3 separate regions of the Mus musculus genome follow, and all the other regions are linked to region 2. The links are chromatin contacts, called in public Hi-C maps. All regions are on one chromosome and are shown on one strand. Each heading gives the region's core, a stretch centred on a gene start, on an enhancer-like site or on the middle of the called end of the contact. The rest is flanking DNA. Distances are from core to core; before and after follow the strand shown.

Region 1 (3,322 bases), core at 115-2,614, 280 kb after region 2:
CCATGATAAAAATGCAGCTGGGGCCAGGCCATCTCTGCTTTTCACGCCTGCTCACCTGCCATCGCCTGGATTTGCATACTAATTCAACAGCTCACAGACTTTTCTCCACTGATCCAATGTCACTAGCTTAACCCTAGGGGCTGATACCAAGCACAATTCTCTTTTTCAGCAGTGAAGACACACAATGTGAAATGCCAGCATTGGTGATGGGTAGACACTTTAACCCAGAAATGTAAAAACTTTTGTCTTAAACTGAAATTAAATAACAACAACAACAACAAAAAGAGTCTCCACGTTGCTTACTTAAAACATCCATGTTCCACATTACGGCATGTACAATGGATTTGCTGTATGTATGTATGTATGTATGTATGTATGTATGCATGCATGTATGTATGTATGCACTAACATACTGTGTAATTGTCATGGTTTATGGCATCATCAAAGCAATCCACAGACAGCTGCAGAACCTCCTAGGTTTCATGATCGCCCACTTGTTAGCGTTCAGAAGTAGAAAGCATCCTTCCACAATAATTAACACGATATGCCCATGCATATTCACACATAAAGATTAAAATTTTAACACTCAAGTGTGCTTCATGCTGAAGCAGGTCCTACTGTGCTAACGCCGTGCTAACCTATGGCATCTCGCTCATTACTACCTAATTAAACTACTAATAGCCACATCAAATGAGCTTGTGTCCATAATTATTTTAAATATTAGCTGGGGAAGCTATTAAAAGTATGTAATCATATTGATCTTTGAAATTGATTCGGGAGCCCAAACTCTTGAAATTTATACAGAGGAATATATCTGCCCTTTAGATCTCGTGGGTGGAACCATGTTACCTATTTTATAGAATTTCTCCACTTGTCTACCTATTTCAAATTGGAAGTGTACACCCATGGATAATTGGGGGCAAAGTTTAAATAACTGGTAATTGTTCTATAAAATGCATTTATCAATTTATACTAATAACCCTGCCCAGGTAGGAATAGAAAGTTTTGTAAACAAAACTCACAATTTTAAAAAGAGAACTCTTCGTGAATATTCAAAGTGTTCAGGGAAGAGGAGTTGCCTCTGGGGGACACGGCAGAGTCACTGAAGCGCAAACGTTGTTGGGTGTGTGATGGCATACAGTTTGTGCTTATATTTCTTTTGAGATCTTTTCCTTAGTTTGCAGCCACACCCTTTGAGCACTTGCATCCAAATATCAGCTTGCTCCTTGCTTGTTTTCCCAAAACATTTTGCAGTTGGGACAGATGGTCAGTTTTCTGTTTTCTCAGCATGCAATTAAAAAGAGAGTCAGGGTTGGCAAAGAATGGAAGTGGGGATGGAAAAGCTTGCAGGAGCGAGCCGGCTGCTGCTAGTGCTCCACTTACCACTAGATGTCCTGGAGACTAAACAAGAGGAAATCTGGGGCAGAGATTTGCATTCTCAGCCTGGCAATGATTCTGATCTTAATAGTGTAGCTCTAGGTTTCCAAAATGTCTGCTCTACTGTTTTTGCCATGTTTCCTACAAACATAAGTAGTTAAGTGTAGTGGTGCAGGGTGTGTAAGGAAACCCAGCGTGCATGCTGTCAGGCTTGTAAATAGTTACAAAAGGACAGGTGAAACATTTATCCCAGAATCATGCACAGCGAGGAAGAAATACACAAGATACAAACACACATGTACACACACACACACAATCATACACATATAGACAAACACACAAATGCATACACATACAGACAAACACATACACAAATACATATGCATACACACAAACATACACACATAAACACATATAAATAAACACACAGATATACAAACACACAAACACACACATAAAGACTCATACAAACACACAATCACACATACACACAAACATATATATACACACACACAAACACACGCACATAAGATACACACAACACACACATAATTAGTTCCCTTCTTGCAGAGAAGAATCTCCTAATGAAGCTTTGTTTTTCTCATTGAGCAAGCTCAACAGGCTGTCTTGTTCCGGATTACTTTCTTAGCAAGAAGAGTAATGTGTGGCTCTAACAAAACAATTACAGCCTTGTTCCTAGGAGTTGTTCACACCATGTTATCTTCCTTGACTGCTAACCAAATTGGAGTTGAAACTTTACTGTCCTGTCAGTTTGTGTGATTATTATGATGATGTAAAGCGGTGTGGTGCCCTTCTGAAATCCCATCTCCTAACAAGGCAGAAAAGTACCTGCACACACCAAGAGTGTGTGCCAAGGGATGATGTGAGAGGGTGTCTTTCGCTCCAATTGTTCCGGAATGGCCCTCAGATGCGGGAGACCTGGCACGGCCTCCACTTGTATTCCCAGAGTAGTCAGCAAAGGAAGTGCAGGAACGAGCTCTCCCTGCTGTTGCGTGGTAAGAATCCTTCAGGCAGGAGAGCAAACACATTGTGAGCACAATTCCTGGCACATTGTGAGTCCTAAGCATCGTGTTGGCAGGATGGGAACTGTGAAATAAGTGCCAGGCTAGGGACCTCCCTCACCAAGGTCTCCAGTTTCACTCTTCTCGGGATATGACAGGATAGGATAAAAAAAAATTGTAGTGGAAAAATAAAAACAAATGGAAAAGGTTAAATGTAAAAATATCGCCTCCAGTGACTTACAAAACGATGGCTTTGAAATGCCTTTGGGCCCGGACCTAGTTTGCTGTCCATTGCTTTGATCAACTCTATGAGCAGAAGCAACTTGGAGAGAAAAGGGTTTATTTGGCTTTTGCACGTCCGTGTCGCGGTTCATCATTGACAGAAGTCGGGGCCAGAACCTATGGCAGGAACGGGTGCAGAGGCCATGGAGGAACGCTGCTTACTAGCTTGCTCTCTATGCTTTGTGATGTGTGCTCTCTTCTAGAACCCAGGACCATGTGTGTAGGGATGGCACTGCCCACAGTGAGGTGGGCCTTCCCACAGCAACCATCAGCCAAGGTGTTCCATAGACAAACCTATAGACCAGCCTGATAGGCAATTCCTCAACTGAGGCTCTCTCTTTCCACGTGACTCCAGTTGTGTCAAGTTCACATACAAACAGGCACACATGTGCACACACATCCACACACACAGGCACATACATGCACACACACCCAGCACAGCACAGGCTCCCTCTCCTGCATACGTGTCTGCTCTGCTAGGACACAGTAGGTTTACTTTGTCAAACATACTGAAGCATAATATCAAGCTGAGTGAAATTCCAGGTAAGAACCCCCAGCCTCCCACCCCCCACAGCCCCAGGAAGCAAGAGGTCTGATTGGTATTAACTGAGTAGAGCTCTCCTAAGACAACTGTTCTCTCT
Region 2 (3,209 bases), core at 30-2,529:
AGTATTGCCAGCATCTAAGGGACCATGCTTGTCCTGGTGTATGTGGGTGTGCGTGTGTGTATGAGTGTGCATGTGTACGTGCATGGGCATGTGTATGTGTGTGTGTATGCAGGTGTGTACATGTGTGTATGCATGTATGTGTGTGTCTGTGCCTGTGCGTGTCCCTGTGTGTATACAACAAAGAGGGAAGATAAAAGACAAAGCTTGAGAAATTATCCTATTAGTCTTCCCCAACAGTGTAGGCACTTCAGGCATAGGTAAGGGGGGTGTTTTCAGATGTAAGGTGATTTCAACCCCAAGTCACCCCAGTTCCATTTATGCTGACTTTCTTACACTTGCTCCAAATCTCTGCTCCTTGCTTCTGCTTTTCTTCCAGCTTGATTTAAGAGTCAGGTTTCCAGATTAAGCCAATTAAACATAAGGCATAAGCCAATTGATGTTCAGTTATGTAACATTTTTTTTTATTAGTATAAGACTGCCCAACACATCTTCATGTATGTGTGTGCTCTGGAAGGGCATGAATCCCAGCTATGGGACTGGGCAACCTCAGTAGTGACTTATAAATTTCATAATCTCTACATGTTCTTCAGCGTGGATGGAACTCTCTCCTGTCTGGTGCTTGGTCATGTGGAAAAAGTCCTCACAGTCAGGCCTCGCCTCCTCTAAATTCCTAAGTCCACCTCTGATAACCAATGAGAAAAGGAGAATTCACAGTGGAAACTGGTCTTAATATTTTTTTTTTTTTTTTTTTGCCAATGGTCGTTAGCAGATGCACCACCTTGCCCGTGCTAGGCTTCAGAGGTCTTCCTGAAAGCAAGGCATAGTTGTGCTTACTGGGCCTACTGTCTATGGTTGCTGTCCATGGTCCCCTTCCTTCATGACGTGCCACCTTTGATGTGGGCACACAGCCAGCTGAGCAGGTGGCTGGGAATCTTGACATGCCAGGAAGCCATTAGATTCATCAGTGTGAGCAGCATGGGGTAAGCTCCTCTCTGCAAATGCGAAAGCAGCATCCCCCTCGCCCACAAAGGGCAAGAAAAGCAAAAGCCCTTTTGGTTCAGGGGGGCTGACCTTTCAGGCCCAGATACGCTTTCTGCTGAGCTGCAAGTTTGGAGCTCTGTGGGGCAGAGTGGCCTCAGGAGACACGGGGATGGACGGGAAGGGACCGCAGAAATAGACAGAAAGTTTCATTTCTGCTTGACTGGAGGCACAGAGGGCCAAGACTGCTGTGGGTGATGATAGCGAGTGGATCCAGCAGGAACCTGCTTTCCATTTCTGGTGAGAAATCCCCTGAAGAGAAGCGGCAAGTCTGCGAGCGGATGGTCTGTGCTCTAGTCTGTTACCCTGGGGATCACCGTGCTCCCCTAAGCCTAAAGTGCTCAGAAATGACTGGTACAACAGACGCTGGAAGAGAAGCACGTTCCTTTCAGCCAGTGCAGAGGGTTGAAGAGGTGGAGGAAGAACGGGAGTGTCTTAGACGTCTGAGAAGGTGTCCACTCTATTTTCTTGCAGCCTTAATTTTTTTTTTTCCACATAAACGCCCATGATTGCTTAGTAGAATGTCTGTCTGCTGAGCATGTGTGAGGCCTGGTTCCATCCCCAGCACTGGGCATGGTCTTAACACTCAGGAAGTAGAAGCAGGAGGGTCAAAGGTTCAAGGTCAGCTCTGACTACATAGTAAGTTCCAGGCAGCCTGTACAACATGAGACCCTTGTCTCACATAAAAACAAAACAGCTTAATTGCTAGAAAACCCCCATACGTGTAGAAGTGTCTCTTCCAACTCATGTGTTTGAAGGTACCTCCTGTCAATAATTTGTTACAGATCTGTGCAGAATTCTTTCCTGAACAGCAGGTGCCCACTTTGAAATTATAGTTTTTCTTTGATCAAACAAGTCACTCTTGCTCCTCGTCATTGCTGTATATGTAGGTATATATGAGTCAATACAAATATTTATATTTAATGATAACTAACCTGCCAGGCTTGAATCTTTTATTTCTCAACTCCATGAAATTGCTGATCTAGTTCCAATGGTCACATGACCAGTTTCCTGCCATTCAGTATAAAGTGGTCACATGACCAGTTTGCTGCCATTCAGTATAAAGTGGTCACATGACCAGTTTCCTGCTAGCTGAACAGACAGTGAAGCAGGGGCTGAGGTTGAGATTCCCCCCTGAAGCTGGTAAGATAGGATGCCTGGAGAGAAGAGCTTCCTCTGCTTAAAGACAAGCCTCAGAGGATGTGTAGATAGTCAAGATGTCAACTCAGAAAAGACTCTTTGGTCTCTTCTTCTTTTTTTTTAAATTCTTTAAAAAATTTTTTATTAGATATTTCTTCATTTACATTTCAAATGCTATCCCAAAAGTCCCCTAATATCCCCCCCCCCGCCTTGCTCCCCTACCCACCCACTCCCACTTCTTGGCCCTGGTGTTCCCCTGTACTGGGGCATATAAAGTTTGCAAGACCAAGGGGCCTCTCTTCCCAATGATGGCCAACTAGGCCATCTTCTGGTACCTATGCAGCTAGAGACACAAGCTCTGGGGGTACTGGTTAGTTCATATTGTTGTTCTACCTATAGGGTTGCAGACCCCTTCAGCTCCTTGGGTGATTTCTCTAGCTCCTCCATTGGGGGCCCTGTGTTCCATCCTATAGATGATTGTGAGCATCCACTTCTGTATTTGCCAGGCACTGGCATAGCCTCACAGGAGACAGCTATATCAGGGTCCTTTCAGCAAAATCTTGTAATGGCAAAACTAATGCACAATCTTCCATGGGCACATATTTCATATGTGAAAGCTAATTTGGAAACATGTTAAGATAGCTCTACTTAGATACTTGGATTTACCCTAAAACAAAAACAAAATCTAACGCCTCAAATAGCTGTGTGACCCCTAGCTTTAGTAATCCCATGTAGAGCATCCTGGCGTATTATAGTCTCTGATCCAGTGTAGAGCGTCCTGGTGTGTTACAGTCGCCGGCAGAAACTGGATGGGGGAAGCAAGCCTACTTGCCGCTTGAGATTATTTTTTTCTGAACCACCTATGAGTTGGGCAGTGCTGTTAGTTTAAGAGTTGTGGGTTTAGATAGTTCCCCAACCATTTTCAAACGAAGCCAATCATCAAGAGCAACATCCATGAAATCTTTCTTTTCTGTTTACCAGGCAGAGAGTATTGACTCTGGCTACAACGTGAAACCTTCATTTTTCCCTCA
Region 3 (3,235 bases), core at 675-3,174, 430 kb after region 2:
TGTTTCTGCTCAGCAGTGGCACATAGTAGGGACTTTTTACAGTAGAATAACGAATGAAGAAAATTGCTTTCTAGACCTCTCCAAGAACATGGAAAAAGAGAAGATTCCTTGTCTTTATTTAATGCTGGAGTCTTTTCCCCACATGAAGCAGCAAATCTGTGCCAGAGGCGGTGGGAAGATGCCTGTAAGCACTGTGAGCGAGATGGGGCCCTTACCTTAAGCTGACATAGATGTCCAGGGCCATTAAGCTGCAGAATACCATAATGAATTGGATACAAAATCAGGGAGGGCCAAGTCACCCCCATCACCAGGGAGACACATTAAAAATCTGTGAATCAAAGACTTGGCTGAGGACCTGTGTCTGGAACCCTTACACAAAAGAGCTGTGAACTCACTTTTCAAGTGGCCCTTGGGAGTCATGAATAACTGGAAGACTTATTGAAAGGCAGAAACTTCTGGAAGCTAGAGATGACTCACAGATAGTCAGTAAAAACATGAACCAATAACAGAGTCCAGTGGTCCTCCAACATTATCTGGGGGGAGGGGGAAGGATATGATGCAGGAGAGAACATGGCAAGGAGGCATTTGGCAGCTTCGGGAGAAGACAGGAAAGTCTAAGGGGTGATCATGGGCAGGGCCCATTATATATGTTTATACAACGTGTAAGTACATTTTCTCATACTTACCAAATTGCAAAATAATAATTGACTTTAAAAATAATAATTAAACACCTATTATATCCAACTCATTTGAGCCTTCATGATGTTTTCTCAATAGGGAAAACAAGAGTCAGAAAGACAGTTTAGCAATTAACCAGAAATTCCTTTTTTTTTTTTTTTTTTTTGATGCCTTAGCGTGCTCTCTGGTAGTCACCTTGAATCTGAGATGTAAATATGGTGACTCATCACTCCTGGTCACACACCGAGTAAACGTCCTCTGAAATATTCGGGGCTGGTACAGTGTGCCCCAGTGACGGACAGACGCTTCTCGCTTTTACATCAGGACAACTGGGGGATACCATGCCGCCTCCTTCTGTGTAATGTAGCATGGCGGATGCTCACCGAGGCATGCAACCAGAATGTGTCAGTTTGGAGACGAAAATAATTTTCCTTCTCTAGCAAGATATTTTACTCAAAACCATACCTATTTCCAATGTACAGCAAGCCTATACACCCAAGGGAAGTGGCTTCATGTTGTAATAAATACCTTATTACCCAGGATCTGGTTTGATCTACCGTCTTTTTCAAGGATAATGATTTTTTTTTCAGCTGTTGAAAAATCTAGGGAATTTGTGATCATGCATTCCCTTATGTGGAGAGCTCCGTCCACATTACTTTTATCACATAGATATTATGCTGTTAAAAAAACAAAAACAAAAACAAAAACCAGATTCTGTTAGTTTGATAAATAAAATCTTGTTGTTTTTAAAGGAGAGAGCGGCTTTCCATTTGCTGCCGTGCCTTGTTGCCTCGTTACTTGAGTGGGCGCCTGGAAAGGGCCAGGTGGTGTTTATGCAGATGACTGGGCACGTTACAATGTGTTCTTCCTTTTGGATAAAACATTAGTGTATCAGATGTGACAAATCAGATGTTCATCTTCCGCACCCCTGAATTATTTTACATTGAGAATTAGATGGTGTGCTGGCTTAGCTTTTGCCTCCGATTCTTGTTTTCCTGGAAACTGAGTTTATAAATAAAGTTCTTTCTACACTCTGCATAATTACAGTCTCACAGAATATCTAACTGGCTAGGCAACATGATGATTATAGCTATACCTGTCTTGCGTTGTACAAGAGAGAGAGAGAGAGAAAACACAAGTGTTCTGGGGTAACCAGGAACACGCCATTCATGCGCTGTAACAGCTATTTAACATACTATCCATTCCTGTGCTGAGTGCTGAGGGAAAGCACAGGCTCCCTGTAAACATCTTCAGAAGAAGCACCTGAGGACCCAGTAGCCAAACAGGAAGTCAGTGTTTGCTAAGCTCTGAAATGCAAGGCTCAAAGAAAATTATTATTCCTTCTAACCCAAAGGCAGGTCTCACATATGCAAAGATGTTATAAATCAAACTCGAGATGATTCCTCCAAATAATTTTAAGTACCCAGATATCCTTGCCACCTATGGGACCTGCTGGAATCTTTTTCCCAGTTAACATGACCACACACTCTGCCTACCCAGACTCCTGCTACCGCCTCTCCACAGCACCAGGATTCCAGTGAAAGACGGGGGCTCCCAGATTTCCAGCAAGAACTGAAAACCGTGTTCTGCTCATGACGTCTTTATGTTGTCTGTTCTGAATTGGGCTGGCCACCAGCGAGACACTAATAAAAAGAAAGCACCCGAGTAGCTCCGGGGCTTCAAAAGTTCTATCAGTGTTTTAAGTCAACAGATCCCATTGCACAAATATTTACCAGATTTCCTTCACTAGGAGATCAACATATGACCTTTCCCCACAGTCAGACAATGGAGGAGATGTGAGATCATGGAAAGACTTGTAAGCATTCTGGGGTTGGAGGGCAGACAAAGTGGGAGAAGAGGCAGAAGCAGGTGGATCTACAAAGTGAATTCTAGAAACAACCTAGTCTACAAAGTGAGTTCCAGGACAGCTAGAAAAAAAGAATCCATAAGTGAAGTTGTGTGAAAAGGACTCACCTGCTAAGTGCCAGGCACCTAAAAAGGCTGAATCAGGCTCCTCATCTCCCCCCAACCCCCCATTCCCACCATCTTCCCATTCCCATCATCTTCCCCATTCCCACCATCTCCCGGTTCCCACCATCTCCCCGTTCCCACCATCTCCCCGTTCCCACCATCTCCCCATTCCCACTATATCCCCAAATAGTAGCATCAACAAAGCACCATACACCCAACACAGTAGCCTGTGGGGAACATTTCCTATTTGAACTGTGGCAGCAGGCAAGGTCTGAGTTCTGTTCAGACTTCACATAGTTGCTGCAAGCTAGGTGCCACGCATGCTGCCTGCCTTTCTGGAACAGGAAAGAGAAAGAAGCCAGGATGGACAGTAGCATGCAACAAAGTTTCCATGAGGGTAACATGTCACAGTCCCTCTAAGATGCTAGGCTGTTTGTGTAACATCTAAGGATTCTCTAGGTTTGGAATAAGAAGAGTGGAGCATGGCCTTTCACCCGCTGGTATCAGAGCTGCCCTAAGAGAATATCAATTTCCACATTCTTTAAGCATCCATAGGAAAGTAGGCTATCCATGACCTTATAACCGG

The links. A called contact is a pair of places that touch in the nucleus more often than the background predicts.
Region 1: a contact with region 2 is called in a Hi-C map of cerebellum, with 4 times the contacts expected there. The contact joins two enhancer-like sites. A contact is called at or near these places in 16 of 484 Hi-C or Micro-C datasets (brain, cerebellar granule neurons, cerebellum and 7 more).
Region 3: a contact with region 2 is called in a Hi-C map of cerebellar granule neurons, with 2.4 times the contacts expected there. The contact joins two enhancer-like sites. A contact is called at or near these places in 1 of 15 datasets of contacts at CTCF or cohesin (stem cell-derived epiblast-like cells), 20 of 484 Hi-C or Micro-C datasets (cerebellar granule neurons, embryonic stem cells and trophoblast stem cells) and 2 of 115 datasets of contacts at active chromatin or transcription factors (embryonic basal ganglia and forebrain).

Annotation. Positions count from the first base shown.
Region 1 is chr5:106,275,062-106,278,383 of GRCm38.p6, forward strand. No RefSeq gene overlaps it. Among named protein-coding and RNA genes, the nearest start is that of Gm32921, 45 kb to the right of the region's middle. Within about 2 kb of position 1,365, at least 10 of the 459 cell types and tissues checked have an H3K27ac peak or open chromatin away from gene starts, as enhancers often do. A contact at or near this core is called in cerebellar granule neurons and cerebellum, where this site is marked.
Region 2 is chr5:105,992,347-105,995,555 of GRCm38.p6, forward strand. No RefSeq gene overlaps it. Among named protein-coding and RNA genes, the nearest start is that of Gm25672, 78 kb to the right of the region's middle. Within about 2 kb of position 1,280, at least 2 of the 459 cell types and tissues checked have an H3K27ac peak or open chromatin away from gene starts, as enhancers often do. A contact at or near this core is called in cerebellar granule neurons and cerebellum, where this site is marked.
Region 3 is chr5:106,419,562-106,422,796 of GRCm38.p6, forward strand. No RefSeq gene overlaps it. Among named protein-coding and RNA genes, the nearest start is that of Barhl2, 37 kb to the right of the region's middle. Within about 2 kb of position 1,925, at least 8 of the 459 cell types and tissues checked have an H3K27ac peak or open chromatin away from gene starts, as enhancers often do. A contact at or near this core is called in cerebellar granule neurons, where this site is marked.